Linked DNA regions of Mus musculus: all the other regions are linked to region 1. A link is a contact called in public promoter capture Hi-C data. All regions are on one chromosome and are shown on one strand. The core of a region is the stretch at or near the end of the contact, and the rest is flanking DNA. Distances in the headings are between cores, read along the strand shown.

Evidence for each region. Promoter capture Hi-C pulls out the DNA fragments that hold promoters and counts their contacts.
Region 2: a promoter capture Hi-C map of pre-B cells shows a contact between it and region 1, with 2.1 times the contacts expected there. A contact is called at or near these places in 1 of 39 promoter capture datasets (pre-B cells) and 1 of 484 Hi-C or Micro-C datasets (myocytes).
Region 3: a contact with region 1 is called in a promoter capture Hi-C map of liver, with 2.8 times the contacts expected there.

What each region holds. Positions count from the first base shown.
Region 1 is chr19:4,810,082-4,814,700 of GRCm38.p6, reverse strand. It overlaps Rbm14 (RNA binding motif protein 14), which reads left to right and starts at 3,067. Exons shown (of 3, transcript NM_019869.3): 1 at 3,067-3,529. The coding sequence starts at 3,193. It overlaps Gm21992 (predicted gene 21992), which reads left to right and starts at 3,102. Exons shown (of 3, transcript NR_157185.1): 1 at 3,102-3,529.
Region 2 is chr19:3,765,194-3,769,641 of GRCm38.p6, reverse strand. It overlaps Kmt5b (lysine methyltransferase 5B), which reads right to left and starts at 1,753. Exons shown (of 11, transcript NM_001379678.1): 1 at 1,302-1,753.
Region 3 is chr19:5,962,077-5,966,733 of GRCm38.p6, reverse strand. Pola2 (polymerase (DNA directed), alpha 2) reads left to right here and starts at 2,528. Exons shown (of 18, transcript NM_008893.3): 1 at 2,528-2,908. The coding sequence starts at 2,830.

The DNA of each region.
Region 1 (4,619 bases), core at 1,818-4,317:
TTGGGCTTATTTCTGCTGTTTAATAATGGTTATGTGTTTGTACAGATGATAGGCTCAGTATGAAGGTGAGGGTTCTGTCTACTGAAGTCATTCTGGATGACAGAAACCTTAGCTCAGTATGTCCACTATCAGCCGAAGGACAGCACTTCTAACTTTCATTGGCCAGAGTGAGTCATATAGCCATACCTAACTTGGGTAAAGTCTTTGACACACCTTTGATCTAGGAGAAAGGGGCTTAAACATTGTGTGTGTACAATCATACATATATACATATGTATATATGTATCCTTTTTTTTGTATTGGGGGGGAAGTAGGTGTTTGTAGAATTTCAAGAACAACACAAAGGAATCAGTTCTTTCCCTCCACCATTTTGGTCTTGAGAAGTAAACTCAAGTCACCAGACAGGTTGCAACCATCCATATCCACTGAGACACCTCACTGGCCCTAACAGGAATTTAAATCAGGGCTGCTTCTTCTCTTTTTTTCATGAGGCTCCTTATATAAGGTACAGAAAATAAGTATTAAAATTAAACATTAATAACAAATTATAGATACATTTACTCAAAACAATTTTTGCTTACAATTTTTGATTTTATGTGCATGAGCAGAATTAGGCCATCAGAGTGACAGTGAGTACCCTTCCCATCTGAGATAGTTTATTGTCCCTCATCAGAGTGACAGTGAGTACACTTCCCATCCGAGATAGTTTATTGTCCCTCAAAGGATATTTGTACACTCATGTTCTACATTATTCAAAATGGCTGCAGTTTCAACACAACCAAAGTGCCCACTCCTGAAGCAATGGACTGAGAAACGTGGCATACATGCAGTAAAATATCATGCCTTAAAATGAAAGGGAAGTTTGATACACTACAATGTGAAGCTTGAAGACAAATATTTGTATAATATACTTCTGTGAAGTACCCCAAATACTCAAATTTATGGAGAGAAAGTCAAATGTTGGTTTCAAGGGACTGGAGAGAGAGGGTGATGGTGATGGGGATTACTGTTAATAGGCACAGCATTTCAGCTGAGGAAGGTAAACTATCCTGGAGATGGATGGTGCTGGGGTTTGTACAATGTAAATGTACTTGATAGCACAGACTGTGCACTTGGACATGGTTAAAATGATTCATTTTATGTTATATATTCATCTTTGCTGTGGAGCTGTTTCCTCCTAATTATAAAGTGCTTTTCTTGAAGGAAAGGGGAGCTCACATGAACAAGAAACCCACAAAGGGATAGAGAGATGGCTTAGCAGTTAAGAGTACAGGAGCAGCCGGGCGTGGTGGGCACTCGGGAAGCAGAGGCAGGCAGATTTCTGAGTTTGAGGCCAGCCTGGCCTACAAAGTGAGCTCCAGGACAGCCTGGGCTACACAGAGAAACCCTGTCTCGAAGGAAAAAAAAAAAAAAAAAAAAGAACAGAAACAGCTCCCAGCAGCATCCATATGACAGCTCACTAACATCAGGATCTGACGCCCTCTTCTGGCTTCCGCAGGCACTGCATGCACGTGGTATATGAATACATACAGGCAAACATTCATACACACAAAACATTAAAAGAAAGCCGCCAAGACTCAAGAGACCTCTCCCCAAGGTTATTTGTTTATTTGACATAGGGTCTCACATATCCCAGGCAATTTGGGATGACTTTCAACTTCTGACCCTTAAAGCTGTGAGTACAGCAGTGGGCTGCTTTGTTCTGTTCTTTTGAAATTTTTTTAGTTTTGTTTGTTTGTTTTTGAGACAGGGTTTCTCTGTGCAGTCCTGGAACTCACTCTGTAGACCAGGCTGGCCTCGAACTCAGAAATCTGCCTGCCTCTGCCTCCCAAGTGCTGGGATTACAGGGATGGCTTAAATTTTTTTAAAAGATTTATTTATTATTATATCTAAGTATACTGTAGCTGTCTTCAGATGCACCAGAAGAGGGCGACAGATCTTACTATGGATGGTTGTGAGCCACCATGTGGTTGCTGGGATTTGAACTCAGGACCTTTGGAAGAGCAGTCGGTGCTCTTAACCACTGAGCCATCTCTCCAGCCTTTTTTAAATTTAACGTTATTTTATGTGTGTGGGTGTTTTGCTTGTTTCTCTGCGTACCACAGATGTGCAATGGCCAGTTCTCTTGGAACTGGAATTAGCTGGTTTGTAAGCCCTCATGTTGGTGCTGGGAATCGAACTCAAGTTTTCTGGAAAAGCAGCAAGCTCTCTTACCAGTGAGCAGCCCCTCTAAGTTTTTGCTGTTTTTTTAAAGACAGGGTCTCTCTATATCCTTGCCTATCCTGGATCTCACTATGTAGACCAGGCTGGCCTCGAACAAATTTCTTTCGATTTTGCTTCCTGGTTGCTGGGATTAAAAGGGTGCCCACCACTCCTGGCCCCCTCCTCATATATTTTTAAGATCCAACTTTTGGCTTCCTCAGGATTACTGATCTTCTACTTTATGGAACATAATACTGTGATAAACTTCATGCATACAATAAATGGTCATCATCGTAATTCTCGAAATTCCATCAGGTTGAGACAGACAGACGCTCAATATTCACTGTCTGCAAAATCCTCCAGAGCTCAAGCAACCCCAAGTAATGTGCTTGCAAAGAAAGAGTTACAGTCCCTTCCTACTCCAAGCATATAGTGTCGGGGGCCAATCCCAGACTAAAAGGGGTTTGTCCTGGTTTCTCCTCCGGGCGCGGCCTTACCGCAGACGCTGAGGCTGCCATCACAACACCCAGGGTTTGGCTGCGGCAGCTCAAACGGAGGAGCCCGGACTTCCCTAAAGAACAAAGTTTTCCTTGGGGCCCCGCCGGGACGCCACACCCTGGCCGGAGGTAGCTCTTCTGACTAGGCCTCTGCGGACTCGGCCGGAGCGCGCTTCCCCGTCCCCAGCCCTCCTTTCCCCTCCCCCCGAAGGTGGCGGTTGGTCGCGCGCCTCTATGCTTTTTCCACCCCCTCCGTTAACAAGGGGCTCCAGGCCCTCTGGGATTGGCTGCGTCAAAGGACATCTGCTCTCAACCTGTTTGATTGGCTGCTATCCGCGCGCGATGCCGCCTCCAATTGGTTAGGTTAGAGCGCCTGCGCGGCGGGGTTCTCGGTCGCCAGCCATTCCTGTGGAGGACTGCGGGTCGTTCGGACGTTTTGCCTGTCGCTGTAGGAGAGGTCCTGTCTCTCCGAGAAGGCGGTTGCGGCGGCAAAATGAAGATTTTTGTGGGCAATGTCGATGGGGCGGATACGACACCGGAGGAGTTGGCAGCTCTCTTCGCGCCCTATGGCACGGTCATGAGCTGCGCCGTCATGAAACAGTTTGCCTTCGTGCACATGCGCGAGAACGCTGGCGCGGTGCGCGCCATCGAGGCCCTGCATGGCCACGAGCTGCGTCCAGGTCGCGCGCTCGTGGTGGAGATGTCGCGCCCGAGGCCCCTGAACACTTGGAAGATTTTCGTGGGCAATGTATCGGCTGCATGTACAAGTCAGGAATTGCGCAGCCTCTTCGAGCGCCGTGGACGCGTCATCGAGTGTGACGTGGTAAAAGGTAACGCGGGAGCGCGCTCGGGAGGGGACACGCGCGGTGCTCTCTGCCTCTTAGCCACGCCCCTCACTCTGGGGTTGGTCCTCAGGGTTGGGAATGATGGGGAAGTGTGCAGGAGCGGGGCCTAAGGTGCTGGGGGCGAGTTGGGTAGAGCCACCCTTCTCCCCTGCGGTCCCAGCAACATTCATCAAGTGGGAGGAGTCGGTTCCGGGCGGGTGCAGTGGCCACTGCAAGCCGAAGCCTCGGGGCTGGGGACGCGCCAGAGATTTGCGAGTGTGCGGGGTTGGGAGGAGGCGCCTTTTCCTGGTTGCATGAGCCTGGCACCAAAATGAAATGGAAAGGGAAGGGCACCAACCGGATTATGGAGCGGTGAAAAGAGTTCGCCACTTCCCCACTTCCTCTCCAGAATTTGGTCAGATCGAGGGAAAAGGGAAAAGGTTGGGTTGAAGCCCCAAGGCCGCTCTGGCGTTCCTTCCCGATGCTTCCCGGAAGGTAGCGGGCCCTTGGTTTCTCGGGTTCGGGCTTTTTTAGTATTGTCTGGAATGAATCTGCTTGTGGGCATGGGAGGGGCCTTTTCGGAACCCCTTTGACCTTTCAGTATTCGATGGGTTAGCCTTGGCGGTTTTGTGCTTTTTAATTCTTTTCCTCCACCCTCCACTTTGTGTTGGGTTTTACAACTTAACAAGTGGAAGCCCCGGTTTTCTGCGTTATTTTTGCATGTGAAAGGGGGCTATTAAGCCTCTCCCTCGTTAGCCTTTTACTTGCTAAGCTGGTGCCTCCGGGCACAGATGTTTATTAGCTTGGTGAGATTGCAAAGGGGAATACTCTGGCTGGGGGGGGGGGGGGTGTTGAGAGGGGCGTGTGAGATTTCTATTAAACTTGGTTTTAACACCATTTATTTAGTTAGTACTTTTTATTGCTTGAATAATTCTTAGGACAGCTTGCTAGTTTGCTATTTCCTTTGAGGAAATGTCTTTTTCAGACCCTGTTGATTTTCATATGTTGGGGTTTTATCTCTTTATCTTTCAAATACCTGCTTTTTTTATGTTGGCAAGATTTTATGAGACACCCAGACCGATGTGGGTTTCACTGA
Region 2 (4,448 bases), core at 504-3,003, 1.0 Mb after region 1:
AGAGCACCCAACTGCTCTTCCAAAGGTCTGGAGTTCAAATCCCAGCAACCACATGGTGGCTCAAAACCATCAGAATAGAGATCTGACTCCCTCTTCTGGAGTGTCTGAAGGCTGCTACAGTGTACTTACATATAAGAAATAAATAAATCTTTAAAAAAAGTTGTCTGTGATCATTTCAGGCAAAAAGAAAAACAATAACTTCTTCATCGCCTCTGAAAGGGCTTATGTTTTGTCTACTAATTACCCAAACTGGCTGGCGTTTCTGTCAAAATAAATAAATAAATAAATAAGAACGGGGAACAGTTACAAGGAGAAGCGAGTTCCTCTAAGGAATCCATCCACTCGGCAGCCTCCCAACCCCTCAGGCCTGTGTCAGACAGTTTTAAGTCTAGAAAGCAGGTTTAAAAAACAAACAAACAAATCAAGTCAGGCAATCCATCTTGTCTGCTCCTCTGAGAGGACTGTCTCAGAGTGAGCGCCATCAGAAAGTTCAAGATGAACTTCACGTCTCCTCCTCTCCTTCTTGCACTCTGGCTGAACGAGCGGATGACAGATCGAGTGACGCCAGTGCCACTGCGTGGGGCCCGAGCGACTGCCCCCCACCCCCACCCCACCCCCGCGCGCGACAGTCTGAGCCTGGAGCAACAGGAAACGAGGCTCGGGCCAAAACAAAAACAACCGAAAGTTCGGCGAGCCGGCGCGAGCAGATTGGGCGAGACGCTTGCCGGCCGCCCATTGGAGAAGAGGAAAAACACAGTCCCCCAATCCCGAGCGGCCGAGCAGCTCCCCTCGTGCGGCCGCGACCCGGCCCTCGCCGACCGCTACCGCTCCCTTCCGGCCGCCGCCAACACTGCAGGCCGTGCTCGCTCGCCCGGCCGCCCCGGCCCCGCAGCCCCGCCCCGCGGCCCGGTTCCTGCACGCACGCACGCACGCACGTACGTCCTCCGCGGCTCACCGCCAGCACTGCCGGTCTTCCAGCACCGGGCCCGTCCAAGAGCTCCGCCACCGAGCTCCCGAAGCGCCCGGCTACACTTTTTGGTCCCTCCAGAAAAATTAATCACCAAAAAATATTTCCTCAGAAAAAAAAATTGGAGAGTAAAATCCAATATGGCGGCACGGACGTAGCACCGCCCGCTGCCTCCGCTGACGGAAGGGGGGGGGAAATAAAGGAGTCCGCGTCCGCCGAGGGGCCCCCCCAACCCTGCCGCCACGGCCACCACCGCGGCCCGCGCCAAGCCCCTGTCCCCGAGCCCTGGCTCGCAGCGCCGGGCCACCCCCGCCTCACAGTCCTCGGGCCTCACCTCCACCTCGCGCGCAGTCGCGGGATCTGAGAGGCATCCGCCGACTTCGGGGCTTCGCGTCCTGCGTTCTCGCGCAGCGCCGGGTGCCGCCTCCGGTCCCCGGGCGTCCTCACCTCATAGCCCCCGAGCCTCGCTGCCGCGCCGCAGACGCGTCGCCGCCCCCGGTGAGCCACCCGGACACCGCCCGGGCTCGGTGGAAGGACACGAAAAGGAGTCCACGACTGACGGCGGAGGGACACCACGCCGACACCGAGCGTGCGCGCACCTTTGCTCCGCGCTAGTGGCCGCGATGGCTTCGACGGAATTCTGCGGGAAGAGGCTGAGAGACACCAGAGAGAATGAAGTTCCCTGCCGCGGCACCCGACAGCGGAGGCACAAGAGTAAATCCCCCCCACCACCACCACCAAAGAAACCACGTCGTTGCCGTCGCTGAGCCTCGAGGCGGAGGGATCGCAGCGAGAGTCGTTCGAAGATCCCTCCGCCCGGCTGCCCTTTAAATCTCGGTGGAGGCGGCGTCGCCGCGCGCCCGGTGGGCGCCACCTAGTACCCCGGCCGCTTGCTGCCCCGCGGGGTTGGCCCCCGCCCCCGTCTCGTGCGCACCTGCACCTACCAGGGACAGCTCCCGAGCTGCGATTTCAGGGGGCAACTGCGAGGCGCACGGCGCTCCGGGCCCGCTGTGCCTCCGGGGTGCACTGAGGGGAGGCGGCCGGGAATGGCGAGTTTCTTTGTTGTGGGGATGGGTGTCGTTGGAAGCAGAAACACCCTTCAAGACCATGTGGGCCACCTGAACGGTACCACGCGGGAGGCGGGGAGGGAGCGTGCTTTGGGTCCCCCGTGCTGACACCGGCCGCTCCTTGAGCACCTACTGAGTGACAACCTTTCCACGACGCAGCCACTCCTCGCCCTCTTCGGGCTCAACCGGCGCAAGAAAGGCGGTTTGGTCCTCCGGGAGCTTGGGGCGGAAGATCCGGAGTGGCTTGCACCCACGCCTGGGGTATGGTGAAGCCCCACCCCTTGGATCTTGCAGTTGGATAAGGGGTGCCTCACAACAATAACGAGGGTCACATCCTTGTCCCTAACCAGACGTCGTTCCCAACGATCTGGTGTGTCCCTTTATTTGTCCCTCAGGGTAATCCCCAGAGGTCGAGAGTATTGTGGGTTCCAGTTTACACACAGGGAAATTGAGGCATGGACTAGTTGGGTGACTTTTCAACTACTCAGGGCTGGAGCCAGAGCCTCTTATACACTATTCTATGAAAAACGCAGGCTTTAAAGTGAAGCAGGTGGTTGGGACCTGAAGGAGGTGTTTGAGGTTGTCACGTATTGAAGCAAACACCTGAGTGAGGTGGAGGGTGTTATGGAAAGGTACGAAAATGTCCAGGCAATGGAAAGAAAGAATGCAACTCCAGCGACACATGAGACAGGGAGAACAGCTGAGGCCATTGCAGGAGGGCCCCAGCCTGCCTCGGTTCCCTGCAAACACCACTACCACACTGAACACTCACATACCTTAGCATAGTAGGCATTTTCTAGAGGATGGCTCAGCAGAGTCAAGCAAATACCAACTTAGCTCCCATTGCCCTTGCCTCTTTGATCTTGAGTACTTGACGACGCTTGTTATCCCCTTCCATAGATGGGAAACAGAGGCACAGAAACCTGCTAAGGACACATAGCTGGGAAGGTATATTTCTTCAAAACCAGAATTCCTGTGCTGACCTCAGCTGTGTGACCTGTATCCTCAGTCTACAGACCATCTTGGGAGTGGGCAGTGGGCATAGGAGACCAGTCACAGGAGATACAGGGCTTGACACTTCAGGTCGACTTCCTGCCCTTTCCAGTCACCTGTTGCATCGGATCTATCCTGCTGTATTCCCTTTTTGTAGACACAGCTAACAATTCCTTTGATCTTAGTTTTGTTGTGTTTTTCTAGTTTCTTAATACCGCTACCCCACAAGACTTCTATAGGACTTGGCTCCAAATATGTGCCAGAGACACTAAAGTTGCTTCTGCCACGTTTGATACCAAATGCCAAAGAGCTGAACATACACGGGACACCAGATGGTGTCCCTCCAGTGGGCACCAATGGTCCTAGACTGACTTTCAGAGGTAGAATGCTCAGGTTCCAAGTCCACCCAAACTTCAGCAACCCTGGGCCCCAAATTCTCCTGTCTTCCACCTCAAAACAACAGCACATGACCCTTCAGGCTCACCCAAGCTCCCAGCTCTGTATAGCTCTTAAGTGCTTCCATTTATTCCCTGCTGAATGCCAGGCCAAGTGTAGGCATTCCCTTCCAAGGAAATGGACTGGGATTCTAGCCTGCCATAGAAGAACCCAAGTGAGCATAGCACAGCCTTTCAGCCTGTCCAGTGCTGTCCTTCCAATCCCTCAACAACTGCTGCTCTTCTAGCGGCAGCTCTGAGACCTAGGTAGACCATGATTGATGAAACTGGGCTGGGCTCAGGACCTTTGTTGAGCCATGCTGAAAGCTTGGGGCTTTTATAGGGCTTGATCTACGGAGGTCATGGCTGAGTTGGCTCTTGCCACAGCTGGGAGTTGCCCTCCTGGGGGAAACTGGAAATTAGACTTTCCTATAGTGGGAGGCCAGCTAGAGGATTCTCCTGCCAGCTGGCCCAGAGTAGGGATCAGGAAATAGAAGGCCAGGCACCTGCTGGGTCCCCACATGACAGGAGGCTCGGCATTTACAATGTGAAGCCTCTGGGTGCCCTATGGCAGGAGAACCAGCCACAGAGCTTGGGCCCCCCACCCAAACTGGCTGGACTCTGAGGGCTTAACAACTCTAAAGAAAGGCTGAGTTGGCGGGAGAGTCTCAGTCTGCCCTAGCAGAAACACCCTGAGGCTGACCAAAGGGAGCCCCAGCCAAACACTGGCAGGTCCCCTAAGCAAGCAGTGCCATTGCCAGGGCACTGACTAAGCCCACAGAGTCAGTTCCTGTGGTCAACAGGCAGGCATTGGTATGCCCAGTAGCATTTTAGTCACCCAGCCTGGTCCCGTGTTCCATGGTACCCCTTCTCCAAATGTTCATTTCACCAGTCCCCTTTTGCCTCGGGGGATAGCATCAGCATCCTGGGACCCTGTACTTCTTTGGAGTTCTTGCACATGGGGCTGACCATGGGATCTCAAGTTGG
Region 3 (4,657 bases), core at 1,279-3,778, 1.2 Mb before region 1:
AAAGATGACTGGGAGACACCCAACTGAGCACAGGCTTGGTGACCTCGGTTGCTGTCCCACTCCTTCAGAGTTACCATCACTCCCTACCTCTGGCCACAGGCCACAGTGCCTCGTAGGCAGCTCCATAAACTGTGGCTTTCCTTCCTCCCTCCCTCCCTCCCTCCCTCCCTCTCTGCTTCCCTTCATTCTTTTCTTCCTTTGTCTTATTTTGGTTTCTGCCTGGCCTCTAAGGGTTACCTTAAGAAACACTACTGCCAGGCAGTGGTGGCGCACACCTTTAATTCCAGCTCTTGGGAGCCAGAGGCAGGTGGATTTCTGAGTTTGAAACCAGCCTGGTCTACAGAGTGAGTTCCAGGACAGCCAGAGCTACACAGAGAAACCCTGTCTTGAAAAAAACCAAAAGAAGAAAAAAGAAAGAAAGAGAGAAAGACTACTTTGGCTGGATGGGATGTGTGTGGTGTTGCTCAACTTTAATCTCAGCAACAACAATACTTTGGGGCGGGGGCTACAGAGATGTTTGACATTTAAGAGACTTACTGCTTTTGCAAAGGATCTGGGTTCAATTTCTAGAACCCACATGGTGGCTAACAATTTAATCTCTAAGTCCAGTTCCAGGAAATCTGATGCCCTCTTCTGGCCTCCTCAGCATCAGACATACCTGAAGTCAAAACATTCATACGCACAAAATAATAAAATAGTCAAAAGATTACTTTGGGGGCTGGAGAGGTGGCTCAGTGGTTAAGAGCACTGACTATTCTTCCAAAGGTCCAGAGTTCAAATCCCAGCAACCACATGGTGGCTCACAACCATCTTGTAATGAGATCTGACAGCATTTTCTGGGTGTCTGAAGAAAGCTACAGTGCACTTAGACATAATAATAAAGAAATCTAGAAAGAAAGAAAGAAAGAAAGAAAGAAAGAAAGAAAGAAAGATGGCTTTGCTTTATTTATGCATTCATTTGAGGCAGGGTCTCCTGTAGCAGGCTGGCCTTGAACTTCTGATGTAGCTAAGGGTAACTTCTGGTCCTTCATTCCCAAGTACTGGGATTACAAATGTGCCAATGGCCATCAGATTCTGAGGGTCACACCCAAGGTTTAGATACGCCAGGCAAGCACTCTGCCAGGTGTGCTACACCCCTAATCTCTAGAAATGGGTGATAATTGGTTCAAGGTTTGTGAGGCTGTATTTAAATCTTACCTCTCTTTATCAGAAAGGCCATAAGCCTCAGATGTTAATGATGTGTGGCAGCACTGAGGGACTAAATCGTAGTGTTGTGTGACCTTGCTGCCACCTGGTGGCTAAATTCCTGCAGCCCAGCCCAGTGCTTCCTGCTACTAGTGTGAAAACCCAGTAAAGTTTTGTTTTGTTTTGTTTTTCTGTTGGACAGACTTAAAATGTGGGCCTAGTCGGCTGCAGTCTCGTGTTAATATCTCACCTCAGCCTCCCAAATATTGAGATTGAAGCTTTGAGCCACGATGTTCACTGAGAAAGTTGAAGTTCAATCAGCCTTTAAACACACAGACACACTTTGTTTTTGTTTTGAGACAGGGTTTCTCAGTGTGGCCCTGCTGTTCTGGGTGCCATTCTGTAGACCAGGCTGGCCTTAAACTCAGTAATCTTCCTGCTTCTGCTTCCTTAGTGCTGGGGCTAGCGGCATGGTTTTAAATGGGTGTTTGTGAGTACCTGAGTGTATGTATGTGCACCATGTGATTGTAGGAGCCTGTGGAGGTCAGGAGGTCTCAGGTCCCCTGAAACTGGAGTTAGAGGCAGCTGTGAGCCACCACACTAGTGCTGGAACCAAACCCAAGTCCTTTGTGAGATCAGTAAGCGTAACTGCTAAACCATCTCTGCAGTCCTGTTTGGTGTTTCTTGCTTGCTTGTTAGGGTCTCTCTGTATAGCCTTGGCTGGAACTTGCAGAGACCTGCCTCAGCCTCCAAGTGCTGAGATTACAGGTGTGTGCTACCAGGCCTAGCTTCAAACCGTTTTTTCTTAAAGGCTCTGCCAGTCTTCCATTCCATTCTTAGGGTGTCACAGATCAATTGACCTAAGCCAAATCAATGGAGATTTTGGTTCGAAAATTTGGTAAATACATCAAGAAGAGAATGCACTCCTTGTTTTACTCTCTAACCACTCCCCCTTCAGTGACCTGCCCTCCCGCTATCCCCGTGACTGACAATCATAACAGCTATAATAACCACATTCCCTACGAAAGCGTTAGATCAGGACGAACCAAGGCAGAGCAGGATGGAGATGCTGAGGTGGGGGAGGAAGGAGCTAACGTGCCCTTCCAGGGCCGTGCTGGACACACGTGTCAGTCACTGCAAGATACAGACAAACAGCGCCTCCTGGCCAAGGGTAAAAAAAAAGGGACAAACAAGCATCGCAGAGCTTAGCAGAACAGGCGACTCCTGAAACAGCCACAGTACGGGGTCTCGATTCTCAATTTCCGCGCGGAGTGACGCGCAGAGGCGCGTTCTGCGCAGCTGCAGTGGGAGGACCGGCGCGTGCGCGGGGAGGGCGGGGCCCGAGCAGAACCTCGCGCAAGCGCGCGCTAGGCAAAGCGTTTGGCGGGTTTTTCCTGTGCTGTGCTCCTCACGGAGAAGCTAAGGTGTAGTCCTCGGAAGCAAGTTTTCTCTCTGGATCGAGACCTCTCGAGGGCTTTTGAAGTATTTCTCTGTGACCTGGTGGCTGGGGTCGTTTGAGGGCTTAGGCCAGGTGGTCTCGTGACACGTCCCTGTCACCTTCCGGTAAAGCGAAAGGATAAGCGTCTGCAGGGTAGAGCTGAGGTCGGGGCCCGGCGGCAGGCGCCCGGCCACTCCCGGGTCACCATGGCCGTGTCCACCCAGCAGCTGGCGGAGGAACTACAGATCTTCGGCCTGGACTACGAGGACTCCCTGTTGGAGAAACGTGAGTCCCGAACCGAGAGGATCGCTTCCAAGTTCTATATGCTTGTGTGGTACCTATTGGGTCCCGACTAAACAACAGGTGACATTACCAATAGGAGACATTGGAACCGTTTGCATCTCATACCTAGTCATCTCTTGCTCAATGACTTTTCTCATTAGAGGTTTTTTTGTTTGTTTGGTTTTTAAAGACAGAGTCTTTCTGGGTAACCCCAGAACTCATTATGTAGATTACTGTGCTGGCCTTGAACTCACGGAGATCGCCTGCCTCTGCTTCCCGAGTGCTGGGGTTAACGATGTACACCACCATGCCCTGCTCATCAGAGTTTTTAGTGATCTGTGCAAATAGGAATTCCTCTAGGTGGATCCTAGTCCTTTATTTTAGCTTTGGAAGAAACTTCAAGGTGCTTATTGGCTCCCTCTCTTTATAGATGGAGGGACATGGGCAAGGAGACTTAGTTGCCTGATTGTGTGCCGACCCCTGACTTTTGCTCTGGAGTACAGTGCCTCATCCTATTGCTCCACAGAGACCAGTGGTAAAGATTTAAATCACACATCTCTCCTGGAAGATGTGTGCATCAGTGTCAGAATAGCAGTGTGTGTACCCCTTGAAATTCTTACTGTAGGAAATAAAACCGTAGTATAAGTGGGCTTGCCTGTTACCCCAGCACGTGGGAGGCTGAGGCCTGGAGGATCATAGAGAATTCAAGGCTAAGAGCTGAATTAGTGCCATCCTGTCTGCTTTGCTTGCTATAACTCCAATATCTGACACCTTCACACAGACATACATGCAGGCAGAACATTAATGCACATAAAGTAATAATATATACATTTTTTTAAAAGAACTTGAAATCTTTTGAAGATTCTGTGCCCTGGGGCTGGAGAGATGGCTGTGTGGTTAAGGGCACTGACTGCTCTTCCAGAGGACCGACATTCACTTCCCTGCACCCAAGGGATCTGCAACTCCCATTCCAGAGGATCCTGTGCCCCTTTCTGGCCACCTCAGGCACTGCATGCATGTTGTACACTTCAATGCAAGCTAAATACTCATGCATATAAAATCAAGTTTAGGTGTTACTAGAAAAAAAAATTGTCCCTATAAAGCTAACAGGTGTGTTTTCTGCTTTTCTTTGTTGTTGTTGTTGTTGTTTCTGTTGAGATGAGGTCTCAGATTGCACCTGAAAGCAGGTGTCACCAACTGGGAGGGGTGTGTCTTTTGCCTAAAGTGCTTTGTTGACCCCACTCCTGAGTTCTCCCCTTCCTGATTACAACAGGCCTCTCCAGAAGGGTTGTCCATACTGGATACCTTAAGTTTCCCTTTCTGTGGCTTTTGTCCTCCCGGTCATAGGAACCTGCTGTTATGGGGGACTGATGACCTTTGTCTTGCCAAAGGCAGGGCTAAATTTGTCCTTATTTGAATTATCAGCAGCATTTGCCGCTGTTCACTGTCTTCTCTTTGTTAAAATCTATTCTTTTAAAAATAGGTTTACTTGGGGCTAGAGAGATGGTTCAGTGGGTAAGAGCACTGACTGCTCTTCCGAAGGTCCTGAGTTCAAATCCCAGAAACCACATGGTGGCTCACAACCACCTGTAATGAGATCTGACGCCCTCTTCTGGTGCGTCTGAAGACAGCAACAGTGTACTTATGTATAATAATAAATAAATCTTTGGGCCTGAGCGAGCAGAGCCGACCGGAGCAAGCAAAGGTCCTAAATTCAATTCCCAACAACCACATGTAGGCTCACAACCATCT